Linked DNA regions of Gossypium hirsutum: region 2 is linked to region 1. Evidence: chromatin contacts called from public Hi-C data. All regions are on one chromosome and are shown on one strand. Each heading gives the region's core, a stretch centred on a gene start, on an enhancer-like site or on the middle of the called end of the contact. The rest is flanking DNA. Distances are from core to core; before and after follow the strand shown.

The links. Hi-C and Micro-C count contacts between places; a contact is called where the count stands out from the background.
Region 2: a contact with region 1 is called in a Hi-C map of leaf, with 1.6 times the contacts expected there. The contact joins the promoter of LOC107901604 here to the promoter of LOC107913372 in region 1. A contact is called at or near these places in 4 of 34 Hi-C or Micro-C datasets (all in leaf).

What each region holds. Positions count from the first base shown.
Region 1 is chrA11:35,309,037-35,315,872 of Gossypium_hirsutum_v2.1, reverse strand. LOC107913372 (SUMO-conjugating enzyme SCE1) reads left to right here and starts at 5,199. Exons shown (of 5, transcript XM_016841939.2): 1 at 5,199-5,671; 2 at 5,771-5,854. The coding sequence starts at 5,603.
Region 2 is chrA11:35,525,849-35,532,730 of Gossypium_hirsutum_v2.1, reverse strand. LOC107901604 (protein IRX15-LIKE) reads right to left here and starts at 1,746. Exons shown (of 1, transcript XM_016827674.2): 1 at 268-1,746. The coding sequence starts at 1,468. The coding sequence ends at 503.

The DNA.
Region 1 (6,836 bases), core at 3,950-6,449:
GGATATATAGTAAATAAACTAGCTATTAGAAAAAAAAATTAAACTAGTCATTGGGTTCTAGCTGTTGAATTTTTTGACCGTTAGAAAAATTACTGTTGGACAAAAATGCATCTAGTAAGAAGCATTTTCAGTTAAGACGGAAGCAAAAAGACTAGTAGATCCTATAGGGCACTGGAATATAAGTAATTTAAAATTCGATATATTTAATAGACAATCCTATAGGGCACTGGAATATGAGTAATTTAAAATTCAATATATTTAATAGACAATTTGAAGGGTAAAAATTGATTAAAATTATGAAATGTGAGGACAAATTTATCACAATATGAGCATTGAAATTTTATTAAGATTAACCAAATATTAATGAATCTTAATACTATTGATTATATAAAATAATCAAATAAATATTATTTTCGAAATTTAAACATAGAAATGTAATTCTAAAATTTAAATATTCAAATCAAGCATAGGTTTTAACAATTGTCTAGGCCCAATCTTGAGGGTCGCCTGGAGGTGTGGTTGCTTAGTGTTCAAAGTTAAAAGGGGTCTAAAATATTTTCTTTTTTAGTTTTTAAGGGACCCAAAAAAGATTTTTTAACTTTTAATGGTCCAATAAATTTTTTTACTAACTTTTAAAAGACTTAAAAAATTTTCTCTAACTTTTAATAAACCTAAAATCCCATTTTATTATTTTTCTTAAGACCCAAAAATGTCAAGAATATGCCTTCTAACTACCTTCCACAATTATTTCAAGATTAAATGCAAAAGCATTAAGTCAATTTTTAAAAATAAAAATAAAATGGGAGAAGATTAGTTTTGAAATTTGAATAAATTGTATCCGCTAAAAAGAAGCTTCAAGATTGAGAGAAACATTTTGAATCTTGTTAGCAACGGAGGGTCAAGAAGTTATGACCTATTCTTATTTTTAAGCAAGTAACGCAGTTGGAAATGTCCCATTCGCGATCACATCATTAAATTGAAAAAATAAATTATCCCTAAAATCATAACACTTGGATTGATATTATTTTTGGTCAAGAATCCTTGGGATCTTTTTCTAGGCCAATTGGATGCTACTTAAAACCTCATCTTCGTACTAGTGTGGATTCAATATCTTCAAATACATAGAAATGATTTAAGTGTTAAAAGGGGGATTTCCTTTAAATATAATTTTTATTTTCAAAATAACGTTAATATAAATTTTGTCACCTGTATTAATTGATATTTTTAGGAACTTTGACTGTCCACCTTATTATCTTGTTTTTTTTTTAGTGTTTGAACAACAAATAAAACATCTAATTTTGATAAGTCAAAATTTTCATTACATATTTGACTCATGTGGTTTAGTTTTGAAATATTACTAAAGAGAATTCCATTGCTAGAGTATGGTATGATCATTTATTATACATTGATTTTCTTAGAAAAGAAAAGAGGAAAGTTTCTATAACAACTCATTTTCAGTGATGGCGAAAACAATAATTTTGAAACCATAAATCCAATGAGCGAGTTAGAATTTTAATATTTATTTAAAGTTTACAAGTAATTATTAGAGTCTTATTAAAGTTTCGTTGAGAATTTTTTAGATTTAAATAGTTAATTAGATAAAAATGACCAACTGTAAAAGACACAAAAGATGAGTTTTAGTAAATAAATGGATTAAGTGGCTTTGAAAATGAAAATTTATGGACTTAGTTGGTAATTATATCATACCTAATGTTGAACTCGTGTTATTATTTGTTAGTTAAAATAATTAAGGTTAAAGTGGTAATTTGGAAAAGTAAAAAATAAAACAAAACAAACAAAATGAGAGTTGTCATCTTCCTAGTGCTATCACCGAAATTAAAGGGAGAAAAACACCATTGTTAGAGTTTTGGTTCGGCTAAGAGATTTTAGCTTGCATAGTAAGTAATTCTTACTTATTCTTAGTAATTTTTGTGTTTTTAAGTTTGTATTAGCTTAATCTAACTAGTTCGGGGGTTAATTTGCAAAATTTTTAAAGATTGAGGGACTTGCCATGAATTAATTTGATGTGTTTGTGAAGATGTTTGATAGAAATTTAAGTTTGATTGATGAATGAGCTTATTTTGTTAAAAGATTTTAGTGATTTTGAGTACTAGGGATTAAATTGTTGAAAGTGTAAAATCCAATGATACTAATGTGAAATTTAGGTAAATTTGGATTGTATGGAAACTCTAGTAAAATTAGTTAGCATGGTTTTGGTTGGAAAAGTGGTGAAATTGCAAGTTAAGGGTTAAGAACTAAATTGTATAAAAGATAAAATGTTAGAAGTAAATTTATAATTTATAGTGAAAGGGGTTATAAGTTGGAAATTGGTTGTTTTAAGCTATTTGAAATGCTTAATTGAATGAAATTCATATTTAGATCGAGATACTAATCAACCAGGCTTAGATCGAGGAAAAGCTAAAATGGTGAACTAAATATCAGCCTCGTTTTTACAACTGTTTTATCAAAGGAAGTTCATATCTTATTTTCTAATTTTACATTTGAATTTATAAGATTAATTGATGGTTTTCTCTATATATGCAATTATGTAATATTTTTTTAGATTGCTTTGAATTGTATCGGAGAAAGGATCGGGATTGTAATATCTCATGATATTATATTTGAAAAGAAAAAGACCATGGTTGAAAGACACAATGGCATTTCATTCGATTCTTCCAAATTCTTGAAAAGGTTGAAAAGGAAGTTACCCGAAAAGAATAACACATGAAAAGGTTGAAAAGGAAATTACCTGAAAGGGATAACACATGAAAAGTTGAAAAGGATATATCTAAAAATGATATTAAATGAAAAGGATGTATGGAAAAGGGAATCATGGAATGAACCATTTGGTAAAGGTTTGTATATGTTTTGAAATAATTATGTATTTTGTTGAATTGAGAAAGAAGATGCTTGATTATGTTTTGATGATATTAATTTTAAGACCTTATGCATGATATGGCACATATAATGAGTTATGTACTTTCAATATTTATTTATTTGCTAATTGTGAAATGGTGTATATAGGAGGAATTATGCATATATGAATTTAACAATGCTTGAATGGTTAATCATGGAATTGTTATTTGGTAAGTTTTAGTTCTTTTATACGAACTTACTAATCATCGTTCACTTACGTGATATTTTGTTGCTCTGTCTTGTAGATTCAGAAAGCTTGTTTAGTTGAATTTCTATTGGAGCTCTATCACACTATTCATCGTTCATTTTGGTAGTTTTTGGATATTTCATCTTTTGGTAATGAATGGCATGTATAGGAATTTTATGTAATAGGTATGTTGGTTTAGTAAGAACTTATGGTAGGTTTTGGCCTTGTTTGAACTTAGTTGTATATAAGACTTTAGTTTGGTTGGTACATGTTTTGTTTTGGCTTGTAAATGTATATGTATGTTATGTCTTTGGGTCACTTTTAAATGCATTAAAAAAATGTGGCTTATTCATATATGTTTAGAGTGGTTTCATAATGTGTGAATATGGTAATGATGTTTAGGTTATAATGTAGCATTGAATGTATGAAATTGTTATGATTGTGGTGCCTTTGAATAGCATATTGGTTAGAATTTATAGGTTACTTGATTTGGTATATTTTGAATGAGTTTGAAGAGTGTTTTGATCATAGAAATGTATGTGCAAATAGTGTACCTTGTTAGGCAAGAATAAGAGTTGTAATGGCTTGTTTTAGGGGCTAATTTGGGACACATGGCCTAGGACACGGGCTGTCACACGGTCATGTGTGGCACACGGTCTACTCGACGGTCGTGTGTCTTTATTGTTTTTAAGTGCAGGTTTCACACGGTTTGAGACATGTCCTGCGACACAGTCGTGTAACCCAACTTCGAATATACACACGGTTGAGCACAAAATCTGCGACATGACTGTGTGACCCTATTTCGAATAACCAAATGGGCGGGTATACGAGTTGGGACATGGTTGTGTCCAGACTTCGAACGTCCACACTGTCTAGACTATGTCACACTGCCTAGCCACACTGCCGTGTGACCCCTGTTTCCAAAATTTTCATATTTTTCCAAAATTTTCTAATTTATTTCAAATTGATCCCTAATTGTTCGCAAATTATTTTTAGGGCCCGAAGGCTCGATTTAAGGCCTAAATGTGTATGTTGCTACGATTAAGATGAGATGTTGGAATTTATACATAAATTGAATAATTACTTTTGTTTTGAAATTAAAGGTTCTGCTATTGTACCGTAATGCTCCATAACCATAATCCGACAATAGAGATAGATTTAGGGTGTTACAATTTCATTTGTTGAAAGACTTTATCATTATACTTTAAGAAAGTTTGAAGCTATTGAGAAGTTGTACTATGAAGAGTTTTATGGGACTCAAAATAAGCTATTTGTTAAAATCAACTATTAAATTGAAGATAAAATCTTATCTGATTTTGACTAGAATGACTCTCGAAGAAGTATAAATAAGTAGGTTAGTCGCACATTGTGACATAGTTTTTAGAGTGTCTTTTTCGATTGCTTTATTGTGTATTCTTTTACTATTTTGTTTGAAGTATTACTTAAAGAGTTTTCAAGATTTTGCATTTGAGGATAATTTGGGAGAGTGATTGTAAAAGTTAGATTCAATATTGAGCTGCAATTATCTATTGTTATAAGGGTAAATTGGTTTTAAGTCAATAGGTAATTCAATTTAATTAGTATATATAACCGTTCCCTGAGCAAGGCTTTACAAAGTAGAATTAATGAATCCGAAGTTGATCTTTATTCTCTCATACTTTACTTATTACTTCACTTTGTCATAAGCTGCTTTGTTATAACAATAATTTAAATATTAAATTGGAGCAACTACAAATAGAAAGCTTTTTCAGATTAAATGAGAGTTAAATATATATAATCCTAAAAAAAAAAGGCTATTTGCGTTTAACAAGCAAGTAAAAATTAAAACATTTTTAATAATTAAATGAGGTTGTTGATAATCATAACACTACCATCTTGGAATTTGGTCAACCAATTAAGTGGTTGGCAATTGAAATTTGAAACAACCTCGGGCTTTAATGGATCCAATAATGGGCTCAAGCTCTATGCGTGGCCCAATAAAAGAAGGCACGTGACTGGCGAGGAGTATAGTGGCGTGGATTTCACGCCGGAATATAATACAACAGCTAATTCATTGACTTTTTTGTATTTAAACTTTTTAAAGCCAAAGATTAATTAATCCAACCTAAATATACATATATCTAAAAGCAACGAAGGTACCCCTTGGGATTGGGACCCACCCCACCAGATCAAATCTTAACCGCACGTTTCTCTCTTGGTCAACTCGGCGCAACGACTCCTCTCTTCATCAAGGGCACAACCGGAAGACCAAAATAATTAATATTTTATTATTTTCTTTTTATTTTAGACGACCAAGAGAAATTGAAAATGGAAAAGTCGATTCCATCAACGCCCTTTTTTTTTTAATATAATTTTCTTTATTATTAAAATTAATCCAAAAAAAAAACAATTATTTAAGAAAGGGGAAGAAAGAACATTTGGGTGAGGGTTTTAGAGAGAGAAAGAGAAGGCCGGAATCTGAAAGACAAGACACAGAGAAAAAGAGAGAGAGAGAGAGAGATGTCGGGAGGAATAGCGCGTGGTCGACTCGCCGAGGAACGTAAGGCATGGAGGAAGAACCATCCCCATGTCCGTGGAGTTTGTTTCCCTGCTCTTGTTTCTTTTTTTCTGGGTTTCATGTTTTAATTTTTTTTTATTTGTTTGATTTTTTTGTTGTTGAAATTTTAGGGTTTTGTTGCGAAACCAGAGACGTTGCCTGATGGAACGGTCAATTTGATGGTGTGGCATTGCACGATCCCTGGTAAAGCAGGAGTAAGTCGAAGAACTTCTATTTAATTTCTGTATTTTTCTTTTTCATTATCGTCGATAAAGTTTAATGGATTCTGCTTGTTGAGTTTGGTTCGTCAATTATTTTCTCTTATTTCTTTGGACGTGGATGCTGTTGTGCTGTTTATAGATTTTAAGATTTTAGGGTTCGTTTCTTCGTTTTGGCCTTAGAGAGGTTTTTTTCCTTTAAAGAGAGAGGGCGCTGCTGATTGATGTAAATGAACCCAAGTTTTATGTGATTTTATTGGGTTAAAACATGGACTAGCAAAGATATTGATAATTCTGGATTAAATTGAGTGCTGTGCTTTCCATATAGGATAATAGGAATATTTCTTTCTATTATGGTGCATATGGTATATGCGTGGTTTGTATGACTAGCTCGCATTCAGAATGCCGAGCCTAAACAAGTTTTTCATATATTTGTGGGTTACATCATATGTTATTTTCTTTTTTATTTTTTCTCGAGAATTTTAGGAAAATGGTGATTGATAGTAAACATGGATGGATATTGAAGACTGTGTGCTGACAATTTAATATGGTTTTTCTTTTTCTTTTGGGTACATAAAAAGGGGAAGGAATAATGGATTTTAGGCTTTTAGAAAGTAAGTTTTCGTTATATTTAAACAATCATCTATTGATGGTCAGTATGTTACTGTATGTAGATTTTTTATACTAGTCAGCTTTACATGATTTTATCAATCATGTTGTGAACAAGGACTTGTGGACTGGAAGCCTGGCAATATATTAGTTGTTTCTCAGATTCTCACAACTTGGTACTGTTATCCTTATTTTAATGGGTTATAGAATGGTTATGTGGCATTCGTGGCCCCTAGACAAGAGTTCTGTTATCATAAGGTGCTTTAAACTAATTGCTATCAGTTTTAATTCCTCTGCACTTCCCTCTTGTCTAAAGCTGTTATGAGTATCTCAGCTATTCTTACATTTCTCCTTCCTTTCTGTTTCAGGA
Region 2 (6,882 bases), core at 497-2,996, 220 kb before region 1:
AAGATAATATATTAATTTTAATTTGAATTACATTTCTTGAACTTTTATTTATACTTTAATTGTATTATATTATATTTGTTACACTTCAAAAAAAATCATTTTTTTAACAGGATATTTTTTAAACATTTTATTTTCTCACATAACTTTTCACAATTTCAAACCATAGTTGTTCATACTAAGTTTTCATCGTACATTATCCATCCTGGTGTTCTTTTTTTCACCTTTTATCATCAGCATACTATACCAATATACAAAGCCTAATTATGAAAGTCTTTTTTTTTTCTTTTTCAAGTTCTGGATCTTCTGATTCAATGAGCTTACAATTTTCATTGCCAAAAACAAAATTATTTTTTACACAAACACCATCCCCAACAAAGAAAAGATCCATCTATAAAATGTTTTCAAATGATGATAAATAATCCGTACGTATTCACCTTCCTTTATACCATTCTTGACACCTTGGCTTGGGACTGTATGTATATATGATCATCACATTCATGAACTAAGATGAAGATGAAGCTTTCCTTGATGTATTGATGTTCTTGTTGCGACAGTATTGGTAGCTATTCTCTTCCATTCTTTCCACCACGAAATGTGCTAGCACTTCGTTCAATTCCACCAAGTTTTCCTTGCACAAAAACTCGTCCCCAGACATCTTCTCCACATCTCTATAATAATCATGAACAAATATATGCGTCTTGGGATTGCCCCCTTTCTTGCTTCTTGCAAGCACCCCCGACGTGAAGATCGGTTGCATCCTTCCAGGGCCTTCGTCTCCTTCGCCTCTTGGCCCATCGATCAATATCAAGTCCCAATCCACTTCGTAAACATGGTTCGGTAAATCATTGATTCCCAGCTTACAATCTGAGAACAGCAGGTTTTGGACCGGCCTGCATTCGTTCCGGATCTGTACTTCAGCAGATGCTATGAGCTCTCTCGTTTCGCTTGCTTTGGTCGTGTATTGGACGTCGTAAGCGTCGATTTCCGGGTGCAACTCTTCGAAATAGGCCGCGTAGTACCGGTTTTCGTCGATGAAAACGGTGCGGCCATTGTGGTTCAGTGCTTTCCACAGGAGGGTTTCTTGTGTTAGACCGAAAACGAGGAAGTTGCATGGGGAGGAACATTTACGTAGGACATCAGAGATCGGCTTCAGCTCCGCATATGTCATGTGGAAACTGTCGTTGGATCTCGAAGCATAATGGAGAAGGGTGTTGATGACGGTGGTGGGCAATAGTGAACCACCACCACCACCAAAGGCGGACACAGATGAGCCGGGGCCTCTCACGGTTGTCCTTACGGCTGCTGTAGTTCTACCGGAAACAGACTCTCGGGTGTATATGAGAGTTAAAAGGAAGGCAATAGTGAAAAAGGAAATGAAGGCAAGGAGCCATAATCTGCTAGAGCTGCCTTGTTTTTGGATATAAGGATGGAGGAGGATTAGCTTGGTATTACTGTTACTGTTCTTCATTTCTTTTTTTCTTTTTTTTTTGCTTTTGCAATCGTGGAGAAGAATGTTTTGACTGGTGAGAGAATCAGAGAAAAATGGGGTTTGATTTAAAGAAGGTTGAAACAATATAGGATTAGGCAAACATGAAGTGACATTACGTTAAATTACATTAAAGTCAACCTAATAATATTCTAGAAAACCAAATTAAACCACATGGAAAACCATTTAAGTATTTCCTTTTTATGCTTTTGGGGTTTTGAAAAGTAGGTTGGCTTTGTTTTCACTGCAAAACTAACATGGAAGTGATGATTATTTGGGGTGAAAGAATGGTGAAAAGGGATTATCCAAAATTAGAAGTGGTATGAAAGAAACAGAGGAGAAGAGGCGTTGTTGAAGACCGGGGCCTGGTGAGGGGCAAAAGGAAAGTAGATGGGGAATATAATATTGTAGTGACCTGATAACTAATTAGAAGCCAAATGTCGCTTTTCCTTCATCAATTTTGGGTTTTATTCTCAAGTAACCTTTTTTTTATACATTTATATATACCATTTCTTAAATAATGAGTTTCCATTTGAAGGTGACAATTCACCTGCTCCAAATTTCCCATTTGCAGAAACCTGGATTTGGAATGAACAGAGTCACAGACTAAGTATGCAGGTTCTTTTATATTCCTTTAAATTAACTGATAGTCTGGTTTATAGTTATATATGAACAAAGTATAACCCAAAAACCCATATTTTTCATAACAAGTTCAGCTGATCTAAGGAATCATGTTCATTAGGAATTTATATTTGCAGGAAAGTTGTGTAAGTCCCTTTTCTTATTGGAGAGGCATGGGATTGTGCAATTATACATGTGAATCAGTGATCTCAGTGGCTTAACAGCTATGAACAGAATAGATTAACAAATGACTTGAACAGCAAGGTAATATAATCAATAGCATTACTTGTTTCAAACAAGGTTATTACAGTACAAGGAAATGGTGACAATCCTTACAGTGGCCCAGAAAAGGTAATGTCAGACCATCTTACTTTATGCTTCTAAACTTGTCGGTTAAAGCTTAGCCCTCTATAAAATTTTATTTTAGTCGCATTGGATTTTGCACATTAGTTTGTTTGTTGTTGATAGAATAATAGTATTAGATTAAATGGTTGTTTAAGTTTTTATTTTTTATTTTTAATTTAATGCTATGTTAATTATCATTCAAAATTACGGTGTAAGAACTAAAATATTATATTTTCAATAGTAGAGAGGTTAAAATTGCAGTAAACTCATCTTTTATCATTTGGATTGCAAATATAAAATATGAAGCCCTAAAAAAATTAGGTAGGGTATGGGCCAGTTGACTGAACAGTTCTCTCCTGGGTTTCACCACGCTCTTTTCTCATGTGCCACTGGTTAAACTAACATAAGGCTTCACACCATCGTTTTCAAGTGACAAAACTGAACAGATTTCTAAAAAGAAAAAAAACAACAAAGATAATATCCCCTCTCTTGTGCTTTTTTAGCCAAAGGGGCAGCTTTAATACTTTAGTTCTATGGTCCAATTAACACTTACAATTTACATTAAAGAAAACAAAACAACATTGACATGACCTTTGTGGATTGGTAACGTTCTGTTTGGCCAATAAAGCATCCATGTTTTTTGCTCATTGAAATGGAGCACAAAGCATGAAAGATTAAAGGGAAGGGCATTATTAAGGGATAAAAAGGGCACATGTTTAAGTGCATTTGGCTTCAAAGATGGGACATAAAGTTTGGGGCTTTCAACATGGGGAAGATATTCTATGACTGATGAACACTAATGAAGTAATTAAAATAAAAAAAAATTGTCAAATTACCCCATCTTTAATCATAACAAGATGGAGGTTGAAGAAGCATGGATTTTTTAAAGAATCTTTATTAGGTATTTAGTGATGGAAATAAAAGTGATATTTTAAAATATTTAATTAGTAATTATTATTTTTATTATTATAGTATTGAAAAGAAAAAAATGATACCATTACTATAAACAAAATTTGATAATAAATTGGGTAACATCGATGCATTAAATAAAAATTAAATGAGTAGTTATTAACATCAACTAGATGGATTATGTTTTAATACAGAAAATGGATATCATTTTATAATAGCAATTTTGTTTCTTCTTATCATTAAATATGATTGAAGACAAATTTTCTTGAGAACATGCAAACTTAGTTCTTCACCTTTTTACTCACTGGGTTGCTATTTACTTTAATGCCATTCGATTAAAGTTTTTCCTTTTTTATTTTGCTTAAGATTTTACTAAAGTACATTTAATTGCTTTTGTGATAAAAGAAGCCCAAGCCCTTTGTATGAATGATACCTTTTGATAGGTAATTTTGCACTTACAACGTTAGTCACGAAATTATATTATTTCCTCATTGATTTATTCCAAAGTTGCAAGCGCGAATCTATATGGTTCCTCCTCAAACGGGTTTCCTGTGGCCCGAAATTTCCAACACTAACGTACGTATAAAAAGCTAAAGCAGCACGGTCCCTAAAGCCTAGAAAGATTCCGGATCCGGATGGATTACACCCATTTTTCTTTCAATGTTGTTGGCCATAGGTAAGATTCAAATTCTGCCACATGGTTAAGGAGGCCTTTCGGAGTGGAACCATCCCAGAAGGTATTAACAATACATTAATTGCTATTATTCCCAAGTGTCAAGAAGCATCTTCAATCACTCAATTTGGTCCATTAGTTTAAGCAACATGACCTACAAAATTATCACAAAAATAATGGCTACGAGGATCAAACCAATCCTCCAAAATAATTTTTCTCCAATTCAAGGAAGATTTCTACCTGGCTGCTAAACTTCAGATAATGCTATTATTGTTCAAGAGATTATACATTTATTAAATCAAATGTAAAACAACGTAGGAGCTATGATCATCAAACTTGATCTCGATAAGGCATACAACAAATTAATTAGAGTGGTCTTTCGTGCGAAAGGTTTTATTTATACTTTATTTTTCCACTTAGTTAGGTCAAGCTATTATGGCCTGCATCTTGTCTACCATGACTACGGTTCTCTTCAATGGATCTAGGCTATATAGCTTTAAACCCTTACGTGACATTAGGCAAGGTAACCCTTTATCTCTCTATATGTTCATCCCTATATGGAATACTTGAACCTTCAAATCTCTAAAGAAGTGGAGGAAGGACAATGGAGCCACATCCAAGCATCAAGAAATGGTCCATTTCTTTCCCATCTATTCTTTGCAAATGATGTCAGTCTCTTTGCCAAATCCATTCTTAAGACGATTAATTCCATTAAGAAAGTGCTTCGAGTTTTTATGGAGGAATTGGCACAAGGTGTAGACCTTTCTAAGGTGGTTTTCTCCCCAAACTACCATGCACATAGGAAGAAAGAAATTGCCAACTCCCTGAATATTAAAGAATCCTTAGATTTAGGGTGATATTTAGGCTTTCCTATTCATTCCAAAAGAATCTCAAAACGGGACTACGAGGTTATTGTTGACAAAGTTTGAGGAAAGCTTAACGCTTGGAAAGCAAATATATTATCACAAGCAAGATAAATTGTGCTTATCCAATCTACGATGTCTTTGATTCCGAGATACTTCATGCAATGACGTTCCTTTCCACCGAGTACGTTGAAGGAACTTGATTGAATTAATAAGAACTTTTTATGGGGGAGACATAAACTCAAAGAAGATGCACCTTGTCAATCGGGCTAAAGTCACCCAACTGAAATCCCAAGGTGGCTTAGGATCATGATGAGCAAAGCTAGAAACCAAGCCTAATTAGTTAAGTTGGGTGGCATGTTATTTAGGAAAAAGATAAATTATGGGCAAAGGTCCTTACCTCCAAGTACACTCCCAACAATAGAATCGTGAGAAAAAAAATGGATGTCTTGCCTATATGGAATGCTCTAAAAAAGATTAGTCCCTTCCTTGAAAAGGGCTTGCATTGGGTTATTCAGAATGGAAACTCTACTAACTTTTAGAATGACAACTAGATGGGTAGGGATCCTATAAGAAAATTAGTAGAAAGATCGTTAAAGGAGGAAGAAAGCCTGTTGACTTTTAGTCAAGTACAAAATTTATAATAGAACGAGCAGTTTGCTATTTGATCTAACGTACAAGGACTACTTTGCCCTTTTTTATTAGAAAGGGTAAAATGCAATTTGACTTTTAATATAGAGGCCTCTATGGTACTTTTACCATATTTGCTTTTGGTTATACATAATTATGGTTGAAGCTTGATTTGAATATTAAAGGTCGATTTTTCTATACTATTATTTAAGCTCCTGATTGAGCTGGTATCACCCTCAACTAGGTCATCGACTCAGTTAGAAAAATTATGAAAATGCCCTTTCTTAAATAAAATAGGTTATATTATTCGAGGTTACTTTAGTCTTTTTTTAATTTAAAAAACCAATAAAAATATGCATAAGATGGGATTTGCACCCAAACCAATTGTATTAGTAAAACCTTTAATATACCACTCAACTAAAGGTTTATGTAACAACCCAATTTTTAATGGTGCCGGAAAAGGCGATTTCAAAACCCCATTTTCGTAAACCGGGTCCGTAGATATTAAATAATATTTAATATGAATATTTACAATGTTTTTATAAAATAATATTATTGTTTGGCCCATAAGTTTTGTCTATTACTTATTTAATTTAGATGTAGGGACTAAATTGTAAAAGTCCAATCGTTATAGGTTTTTAATTGGCCAAAGACTCAGGGACTTAAATTACAATTAGCTAAAGGTATAAAATGGTAATTTAACCATTTTATAATAGAAACTAGTGGATGATGATGAAAGATCCCACTAATTTTTTAATGATAAATTAAGTTAATTAAATCATGATTAATTTAATTAATTAAGTTAATTAGTCTCTAATCCTACTATATAAGTTAAAAATAAGGTAAAAAGATGTCATCTTTTCACTCATCTTCTTCTTCTTGTCGAATTTGAAAGAAAGAAAACCATTTGAAGCTTTTAACATTCGACCATCTAATTGGTAAGCATTTTCAAATCATTTTCTTGTAATTTTATGTTTTTAAGGTAATTGAAGCTTGAGTTAGCTAACCTATGTACCAATTTGTAAAATTGGTGAAGTTTTTGAAAGTTTCCGTTGTTGATTTCTTTAAGAAATTGGTGTGGAATTGATAGATTTTAAGCTTAGATTGTGAAAAAGGACTAGATTGTAAAATTTAATTACTAGTTTTGTACATAAGGACTAAAGTGAATAAAATGCAAAATTTATTGTGAAATTTTAGTATGAATAAAAGTAGAGGGTCTCTAATGAATGTAATTGAAGTCTGTTTTTAAACCGAGACTCAAAATTTAAAGATATGGTTATTTCGAATTTAATGACTAAATTGAATAAAATCTAAAAATTTAGGGGTATGGAAAAATAAGATTATATAGATTCATT